Regions from separate parts of the Mus musculus genome. Here all the other regions are linked to region 1. A link is a contact called in public Hi-C data. All regions are on one chromosome and are shown on one strand. Each heading gives the region's core, a stretch centred on a gene start, on an enhancer-like site or on the middle of the called end of the contact. The rest is flanking DNA. Distances are from core to core; before and after follow the strand shown.

The links. A called contact is a pair of places that touch in the nucleus more often than the background predicts.
Region 2: a Hi-C map of the N1E-115 cell line shows a contact between it and region 1, with 4 times the contacts expected there. The contact joins two enhancer-like sites. A contact is called at or near these places in 2 of 484 Hi-C or Micro-C datasets (the N1E-115 cell line and embryonic fibroblasts).
Region 3: a Hi-C map of the N1E-115 cell line shows a contact between it and region 1, with 2.0 times the contacts expected there. The contact joins two enhancer-like sites. A contact is called at or near these places in 2 of 484 Hi-C or Micro-C datasets (the N1E-115 cell line and embryonic fibroblasts) and 1 of 115 datasets of contacts at active chromatin or transcription factors (the NIH/3T3 cell line).

The regions. Positions count from the first base shown.
Region 1 is chr1:62,547,772-62,550,688 of GRCm38.p6, reverse strand. All of the region lies in intron 21 of Pard3b (par-3 family cell polarity regulator beta), which reads right to left. Among named protein-coding and RNA genes, the nearest start is that of Gm34881, 23 kb to the right of the region's middle. Within about 2 kb of position 1,523, at least 28 of the 459 cell types and tissues checked have an H3K27ac peak or open chromatin away from gene starts, as enhancers often do. A contact at or near this core is called in the N1E-115 cell line, where this site is marked.
Region 2 is chr1:62,084,754-62,087,670 of GRCm38.p6, reverse strand. The region is part of intron 4 of Pard3b (par-3 family cell polarity regulator beta); the gene reads right to left. Among named protein-coding and RNA genes, the nearest start is that of Pard3bos2, 50 kb to the left of the region's middle. Within about 2 kb of position 1,365, at least 15 of the 459 cell types and tissues checked have an H3K27ac peak or open chromatin away from gene starts, as enhancers often do. A contact at or near this core is called in the N1E-115 cell line, where this site is marked.
Region 3 is chr1:62,975,633-62,978,549 of GRCm38.p6, reverse strand. The region is part of intron 2 of Gm38513 (a long non-coding RNA gene); the gene reads left to right. Among named protein-coding and RNA genes, the nearest start is that of Gm38513, 4.3 kb to the left of the region's middle. Within about 2 kb of position 1,534, at least 6 of the 459 cell types and tissues checked have an H3K27ac peak or open chromatin away from gene starts, as enhancers often do. A contact at or near this core is called in the N1E-115 cell line, where this site is marked.

The sequences.
Region 1 (2,917 bases), core at 274-2,773:
AATTAATTGCTCATTAGAGGCAGAAAGGGTTCTTTTTTCACTTGAGTGTAAGTGTAGCATAGAGGGTTTTTTTTTTTTTTTGACATATTATGGAAAAATAATGTGGTTCTGAGCTTTCATTTTTCTGCTTTTTTCTCTATTTAGGTTTGGGTTAGAGCCCGGAGATGGCTAACTTATTTGATTACAACATAAAAAGAATGATTTCGTTTAGACTTTTAAAGGGAACTGAAAAAATAATACCAAACGTGGGTTTTGGTTCAGTCCTGTTGGGTTCCAAAGCAAACTAGGAATGATGAAGAGTCGTTCAGCAGAGGAAGAGAAACAGTTTTGACAGTGTTTAAATATGAGTGCTTAAAGACAGGGGAAACAGGAAATCTTTCCCTTTCTCCCTGCCCCTTACATAAAAAGTATCTAAAGAGCTGCCAGGGGCTGGACTCTCCTTTTCATCTCTTTGCTCTGGGAGTTAGCCCACATTTGAAAATCAGCTTGGTCAATGATTGTGTGGTGATGGAGCAAAGTCTTAGTTTAATCATTTATACAATAGCGTTAAAGATGTCTACATCACAGCATCTTTGTTTGAGATATGCTGTACAAAACTAGGTTGAGTAGGCATTGAATAAACGATGTCATTGTTATCAATAATCTGGTATTGTTTAATTCATTAAGCAATAATCTGTATGTATCTCTTTGGTTTGCACCCTCACTCTTTGGTCGGCCTGCAGTTGATATTTCTTTGCTTTGGGGTTTTTGCAGAGCTGAAAGCAGAAGCTACTTGAAGTCAACTTTCTGCTGGCCTTTGATTTTTGCATAAGCTCGTTAAAGAGATTAGGGGTGCCCTAGGGTCAAAGATGAAAGGCATAGTCCTTAGGAAGAAAAGTATATGTGTGGGAGAGAGGAAAATAGATATTGACCTTTGGAGCAATGGAATTTGCCAAAATACTGCTTACTAACCAAGCTGACAGTCGCCTCCTGAAGTCATCATGTGTCTCTCCAAGGTAGCACAGTGAGAGTGGCTGGAGGGCCTCCCACGATGCAGTGTGCACTGTATAGTGACCCAGAACTCCAGAATGAGCAGAGGTTAAAGACGGAAGATAATGACTAAGGAGACATGGTTGTCTAGCCAGTGGAATAAATGGCGTCTAAACACGTTGGCCTGTAAACCATTGGAAACATTTATGGAACACTTCCTACAATGTCAGAGACCACTCTAAGTGCTTCCCGTGCAATCATATACGTGATCCCATACTTACATGAAACAGCACCATCAGCAGATTGTTAAAGGAGACAGAAATGGCCCACACTTTCCCAGTTAGTAGTTGGCGTAACCTTGACACATACTCGGGCAATCACTTATGATCCTGATCTATTTACGATTAAATGCTCTGCTTGCCTGTTATGTTTCTAATCAGCACTGCTCAAGCAATTCTCACCATTTCTGTGTTAGAAAGACAGGATGAGTGGACAGAGCGGTTTAGGGTATCTGGCTTCCAGAGCAGATGGTCAGGCAGGGCTGATGAGTCATGGCCCCTGTTAGAATAACTGGTGTTATGGGATCCAGCAAGCAGATATAGAACAAAGGGCTTCCCTTGGAGGATGTGAGGAGCAGTTTACTGAAGAAATCAGTTCCATTTTCAGAATCAGATCACTGATCACAGGAAGCCGGTCAGACAGGGCCATGTGACAAAACATGGGCCCTACATACAAGGAGAAGTCTCAGGGGGAAAGCACAGGCTGGCAGAGAGGTGACAGAGTGACAGGGAACAGACCGAGCAGTCCATTGTGGGAGTGGCTTGTTCCAGTCAGTCTCCTAATCCTCCCTCCTATACTTCCTCTACACACCTGATGGGTCAAAATGGACTTCTGGGGGCAAACGCTGACAAAATGATAACTTCCTGGGGTGGGGCTGAGGTAAATTTGAGCACTGGACTTTGGAAGGAAAAGTGAAGCTTCAGTGGGGAGCCATGATAGAGGAAGTCAGGGACAATTAAAGGTCAAGGGAGACATTTACAGGCAGGGCCAGAAGAATATGCCAAACATGGATGTGTCCAGGAAAGGAGGAAGAAAATGTCCTTTTCTTCCTCTGACTCTGGAGGTCCCTACTGCTGCTCCAGCCAATGGCACTGTGATTAGCACAATGTTACTGAGTTTCAGTGGAAATTTGGATGCTGGTTTGGGAAGCCCCACAACCAATCTTTCCCCTACTCCCATGGGAAATCCATGTCTCCTTCTAAATTGCCAACTTCTAAACGAGTCTCGGCAACACAGTTTATTTCTGTGTTGGGGATTGCCTGTAAACATGTTGCCTCCTTTCAAGATGATTGATGCTATGGTTTAAAAGCTGGAGATTCACTCACATGTTATATATCCCAGCTTCACCCCCATACAGCGTGCACGGCAGTGTATTCCTGTGAAAGCAACATAGAAACATAAAGGGCTAAAGCCACCACCACCAACCACAAAAACCCTCAATTGCTTTTACTTCCTTTCCTCTGCAATTCCATCTCTTCTTGAAACCCAGGTGAGCAAGTTCCTGCCATTAAACTGGCATTTCATGTTTTGCCAGTGACTAGTTCAATCAAGCTTCAGGTCTCGCCAAAGCCACTTAACTCATGAGTGCAGTAGGTCCCCTCCTTCTCCTTGCTTTGACATCATTTATATTTTTCAGTGCAGTTGTTTTGGGCTCTGAGCGGAACAGTGATCTGCGGACACAGTCCACCATTGGGGTGGGAACTGTGCGTGGAGCCCCAGGGAGCCAATTCACCAAGCAGATAATGCATACTCCCTGAAAGGAACTTGAATCTCTACTGTCCCATAAAACCCCTATGTTAGGGTGATGCTCAGGGGGAAGTGCAGAACCTTTGAGAGGTGGGGGCCTGACTGGCGGTTCTTTGGTTACTGTGGTTGGGCCTCTGGTATG
Region 2 (2,917 bases), core at 116-2,615, 460 kb after region 1:
GACTGTACAAGTCCGCTGCCGCGAGCTTCCCAGGCTTTCAAAATTAGGAAGAGAAAAGGGTAAATTGTAGTTGTCAGGGTTTCTGGACAGCAGAGATCATTTTTAATGGCTACAGAATTCAGTTTTGTAAACTGCAGAACTCTAGAGGCAGTGATGATAGAGGCACGGCTGTGAATGAATGTACTTAAAACCCTGACCTGGACACTTAAATGCTTCAGATGACAAAGACCATGTGCGTCTTTCCATGACCTTAGAAGGAAAGGAGTTTTCATAGACTGTCATAAGAAGAAATGTAGTGGACATTTTGGAAGCTCTGAAAAAGGGATTTTAAGGCAAAAAAATCATATGGGGTGTGTGTGTATATGAGTCTACCCATCTATTATAGATAAATAATAGTCTTACTCATGAATACATAGAGAACATTGTTTTATTGACTGAGCACCACTAACCTGATAACCCAAGTGGAAAAGCTTGCCCCTCAATTCCTGTGAGTAGGCTACAGCAAAAAAAAAAAAAAAAAAAAAATCAGATTATTTAAATGTTGAATACAACTGCTGTAGGTTGTGTATCTAAGGTGCTTAGAAAACAAATAAATTTAATGCTTAGTATCAGGCCTAGTTCTTAAGATTATATATATATATATATATATATATATTTAATATTATATATATAATATTTTAATATTTTATATATATATATATATATATATATATATATATGTATGAATGAAATTATTTCGGCATCCAGAATTATTGCAAATTCCAAACACTTCTAATCCCAAATATTTTGGGTAAAGGATTTCTCTGGAAATTACACAGCCTCTATGCAATGCTCATATTTTGCAACCACTCAAATACAATTTGCTGTATTAATGAGTAATCTCTCAATGAGTGCTCTCCACACACAGCAGCATTGCAATCTAAACAGTGTCAGCTGCGTCCAGATCTGCTTGCTTTGCTTTCGATCATTGTAAGAATGGAACTAAAACCAGATACATTTTATCTATATGTTAACATGTTTGATTGGTAGTGACTGAAATTAAAGGCAGAGGTAACAGAGCCATCATTCTCAGTACTAAGTCGGTCAGTTCTGACTTCAGATGCATTAGCTGCCAGTTTCTTCCCACAGCAATAACCCTTGATGATTTTTTTTTCAACAAATGCCATTCATCCATTTTTACTTTGGAAAAGTATGGAGATCTGTCTGGAGAGAAGGCTCAAAAAAAAAAAAATCAGTTAAATATCGCAAAAGCTTGTGATTTAGGGGAAAACAAAATAAAGCCTGACTCTATCTGAAGGGTTTGGAGCCTCCATTGGCTCACAACAGTCACTTTAAACCTAACTCACTCCAGATGTCTCCATGATCATCTAATCAGACATCAAAAGCACCTCTGTCACAAGCCACACGCTGCTTAGGAGGATGCTACGTGTTTCCACAAGCGTAAAACACACACAGTAGCGACTTTTAAAATGTGATTCATCTACTTCAGAATTCAACTTTATGGCACAGGGCCATTAGGAAAGGGGCCCCCTCGTGAGAAAGAAAAGTCTTGTTTAATGTCTGTACGATGTCATTCTATGACTAACTCTGCTTTGTAAGCAGAAGCCAGAATGAAACACACACTTCAGGAGGGTGTATGTTTTGAGAGAGAGAGAAAAAAAAATCCTCATCTGAAGAGAAAGTTGTATTCCTTTCAGAAGCTGGGAGAATGTTCATTAACCCTTCCAGTCTGCACTACGGATGTTTCTCAATTGTCTGACGCCCAGAAGGCCATCATGGAAGAGGACAACAATAACAACAATCAGCAACAAAACCCATGGTTCTCAACCTTGACTCTGACCTTGGACATACCTGGCTACTTGTGTTTAGACAGGAGATTTTTAAAGGCAGCTATTTCATTGAATGGATTGATGTGTGTTTTTGTAGACACCATTTTATGATACTGCCTCTGTATGGATATTCAGGCTTTTACTTTAAATGTTTGTCTTTATTATTTCCTTGGCAAATACACTCAGACTACTGGTATCTTAGAGGGAAAACTTCATTGCTCTTCTATGAATGCATAGACATTCATAGGACATTAGAATAAAATTTAAAGTTGAATCCATTCTCACCAAGGTTAAAAACTCATACCAGGAACGTACAAGTCATTAGTATAGAGTTTAAATGGATAATAGCAATAGCTTCCTTGTTTATTTTATTTTAATTTTATTTTTTTAGTTATACACATTTTAGGAAAGAATCATTCACAATCTATACATTCTTCATAGGTTACAGTATTAGCCATTCAGAGAATAGGATGTTGATCTTCAGAATAAGCTACATCAAAATAAACTTCAACGGTGTCAAAACTGGATTTGAGCAGAGTACTAAAATCACATTTTACCATACTCTGTCACCCATATTCTAATTAACCCAAGTACTAGAAGTATTTTTGTCTTCTACATCAGTCAAAACTAGAAAAGCCTATTAAGAAAAGATGGAATGAAAGAAGAGCTAGAAAGGAACATCTTTAGATGCAGTGGTATAAGAGAGAAACCTAAAATTAAAATCCCAAGTGTTTTTGAAGTCTTTGAACACAGCTATTAGACAAGTATAACATTATGACTGATGGGCTTGCTAAGTTTATATTATAGAACTCACAATTTTGTTGACAGAAAAAGAAGTCCAAATAAGTGAATCTCCTACGTTGGAATTAATTTCTATTCTGTTTTTCTTCACGGTTTATTTGTAAAATTAGCCTCTATAACAATTCATGAGCAGAATAACAATGGCTTGTTCTCACCCTATAATTTTTACTAATTCTCTGAACCAGCTCATTGTTTAAATTCTAAAATGAAATGTCTGAGAATCCAAAGTGCTGACCTCAGCCACCAGCTCTCAGTTAAATGTGGAGCAGAGAAGTCATGCTCGGACA
Region 3 (2,917 bases), core at 285-2,784, 430 kb before region 1:
CAGCTCCTACTTCCTACCTTAGCTAATTGACAAACAGCTTATTTATTGACATGGATGCTTCCAAACACTACACAAGAGATTCTCTCTATACCCTTTCCTTGTCTGTTCCAAATGATAACTCAATAGAGAGGGGAAGAGTTTGAGGCACAGTTATAGCACAGGCTGAACATTCTTCATCTGAAGTGCTTGGCATTCCGACACCAGATTTTGAAATATTTACATAGATTGTCATTTGAACATTCCTAATCTAAAACGTTGAAATGCTACAAAATCCGAGGCTGTTTGAGTGCAAAAAGTTGTATTTTGGACTAGAGATGCTCAATCTATATTTTACGACTTCTTTTTCTAATTAATATACACTACATACATATACAATCTTTTGGTTTGTGTTTGTGTGTTTGATGGGGTTTTACTATGTATACCTGGCTAGCTTTACATTTTCTCTGTAACCCAAGCTGGACTCAAACTAACAGCAAATCTTCTGAGTATTGGGGTTACAGGTGTGTGTTACCATACCTGTAACAATTTCCACTTAAACAGAACTAAAACTAATGCTGAAAATAATCTTATAGCCACTGTGATTAGAACAAAGGACCCTTGATTACATAACTGAAGCTTTGGTCATCATGGGGCATAGTTTAGTGGTACAGCAGCTGCGAGGCTCTGGGTTAAATTGCCAAAACCACAAAAATTAGTAAGAAAAATTTCAGATATCACATTATAGTTATTGCTTACTAGGCTTAGGATTCATTTAAAAGAACAGAACCAAAGCCAGGGGACAGTCCCTGAATTCTGACAAGAAAATTTACAATACTGTAACCAAAGAATGACTCCTAATTTTATTTTTTTTCAAAACCTTATTTGTAATCCATTTGGAAAATTAAACTAGCACACCATAGTATTAAGATTATGCACATAAACATGCACCATTAGGGAATTGTATGATTTTTATTTCTTTTAATGTATTTTAACAGATGGTTTCTAAATATATATATATATACATATACATATATATTAAAGCTACTATATATATTAAGAATATGAAGATGTACCAAATAGAATTGCAATGTAAAGGATCTAAATATCATGCACACAATTTTAAAGGCTGCTGAAGGTAAAGCTGGCTCTCTTAAGGATGATCATGATCATTGAGAGTAAAGCCACAGGAGAGAGTGAGGTTGAAGACTTGCTATTGTTATTGTTATTAATCCCACCTTCACCCAACAGGCTTTAAAACACTCCATTTCATCTTCTCTTTGGATTTTGCATGAAAAATGGCAAGCACAAAAAAAAAAAAAAAAAAAAAAAGCAAATTGTTGCAAATAAAGGTAAGGTCTTGGAAGCCACAAGGGGCAGGGTGTATTTGGTACATCTGGTCGACCTTGAGCAGTTCTTTGGCATTCAGCCTCTCCAATGAGAGCTTTTATTTACCCTAGTCCTTTAATCACATCCACCTCCCACCATGAAGGGGCAGAGTCTTCCTGAGACAGAGTAGGAACTGGTCCCCTGCAAGCATCAGAGTAATGTCAACAGAAAACTCTTTCATGATTGATCCCACTTGAGCAAGAGCTGCTGAGCTCCGCCATGGATGAACCTGACCTTAGACATGGAGCAGGGCAGCAGCTGTGCAAGCAGGAGTGACTAAGTCTGTCCGTGAAATGTGTGCATCTCCTCAAACACGTGAAACAATACAATGAGTTAGTCACACAGGGAATCCATTAGACTTGGCAATTTAATTTCTACTTCCTTGAGCTCTTTTCTTGAGGGCTTGGGGGAGGGGTGTCTCCCTACTTAGCATAATAGATCTCATTAGATTCTGCAGGAATTCTTGGCTTATTCTTTGGGCTATTTATAAGAATATGAGTTTTTTTTTTTTTTTTAATTCAGTCTTGTCTGAAAAGAAAACAGGATATAAGCTTTGATCACTTACCAGTTCAGATTAACACTGAAATGTTCAAGGTTGGAGATCTGTCAGATGGGGCAGCAGAAAATATCGTTATCTTCAAACAAGGGAAGTGCAGATGAACGGATTTCACATCCAAATAACACTTACGGACTGTATGCTTTACTAAACTGAAAATTCTCCATTCCAAGTCACTGAGTGTTCAAAGCTTCACAGAATAAATCTGTATTAAATGAAAAATAAATCAATTGTCATGGTTGTATAGCCCAGAAAATTTACAGCTGAACTAAGACAGAGAAAGTGACCCCTCCCTCATCCTTCCTACTGTCAGTCTCAGGCCTTCACACCTTCAGATCAGGATGACAGGGTGGGTGGGTGCAGGCAGCAGAGAGTACACTTGCTTTGCTATTTTTGTTGGTCACTTGTGTGTTTTATCAGGAGAACTTTCATGACTGGGTGGCAGCCTGGATGCTCTGTGGCCACTTCCAGATGTTGCCTGGCCTTCCTCTTCTAGCAGGGTTGCCTTTCATTTGAAAATTTCAGCCTTCTGTACTCTAGAAACACAAGACAGGAATATCTATCTTTTAAAACATGGCTTTTTGATTATATATATATATACACATACACACACACACACACACACACACACACACACACACACACACACCTAATCTTTCAACTCTGGGTGGCAACCAAGAGCAACAGCAATATCCTGTAAACTTTTGGGAGCCTCTTGGACAAGTCCAATCAACAACTCAAAAGAGGGCTTCTCAGGCTGGGAAATGGGATTTTTGTTAGATGGTCTTTGTTTCTTGGAAGGAACATTGCTAGACCAGATGGAAATATTTCATTTAAACTATATATGAATATTTACACACAGACTTATTTGTGCTATATTTTTAGGCAGATAGTTAATAGTGTGAGTGTGATTCTTTATGACTTTTTTTGGACTTCTTACAGTGATTTTTTTCTCCTCCCTCCTTCTGTATTTATCCCCCTCTCTCCTCCCTAATT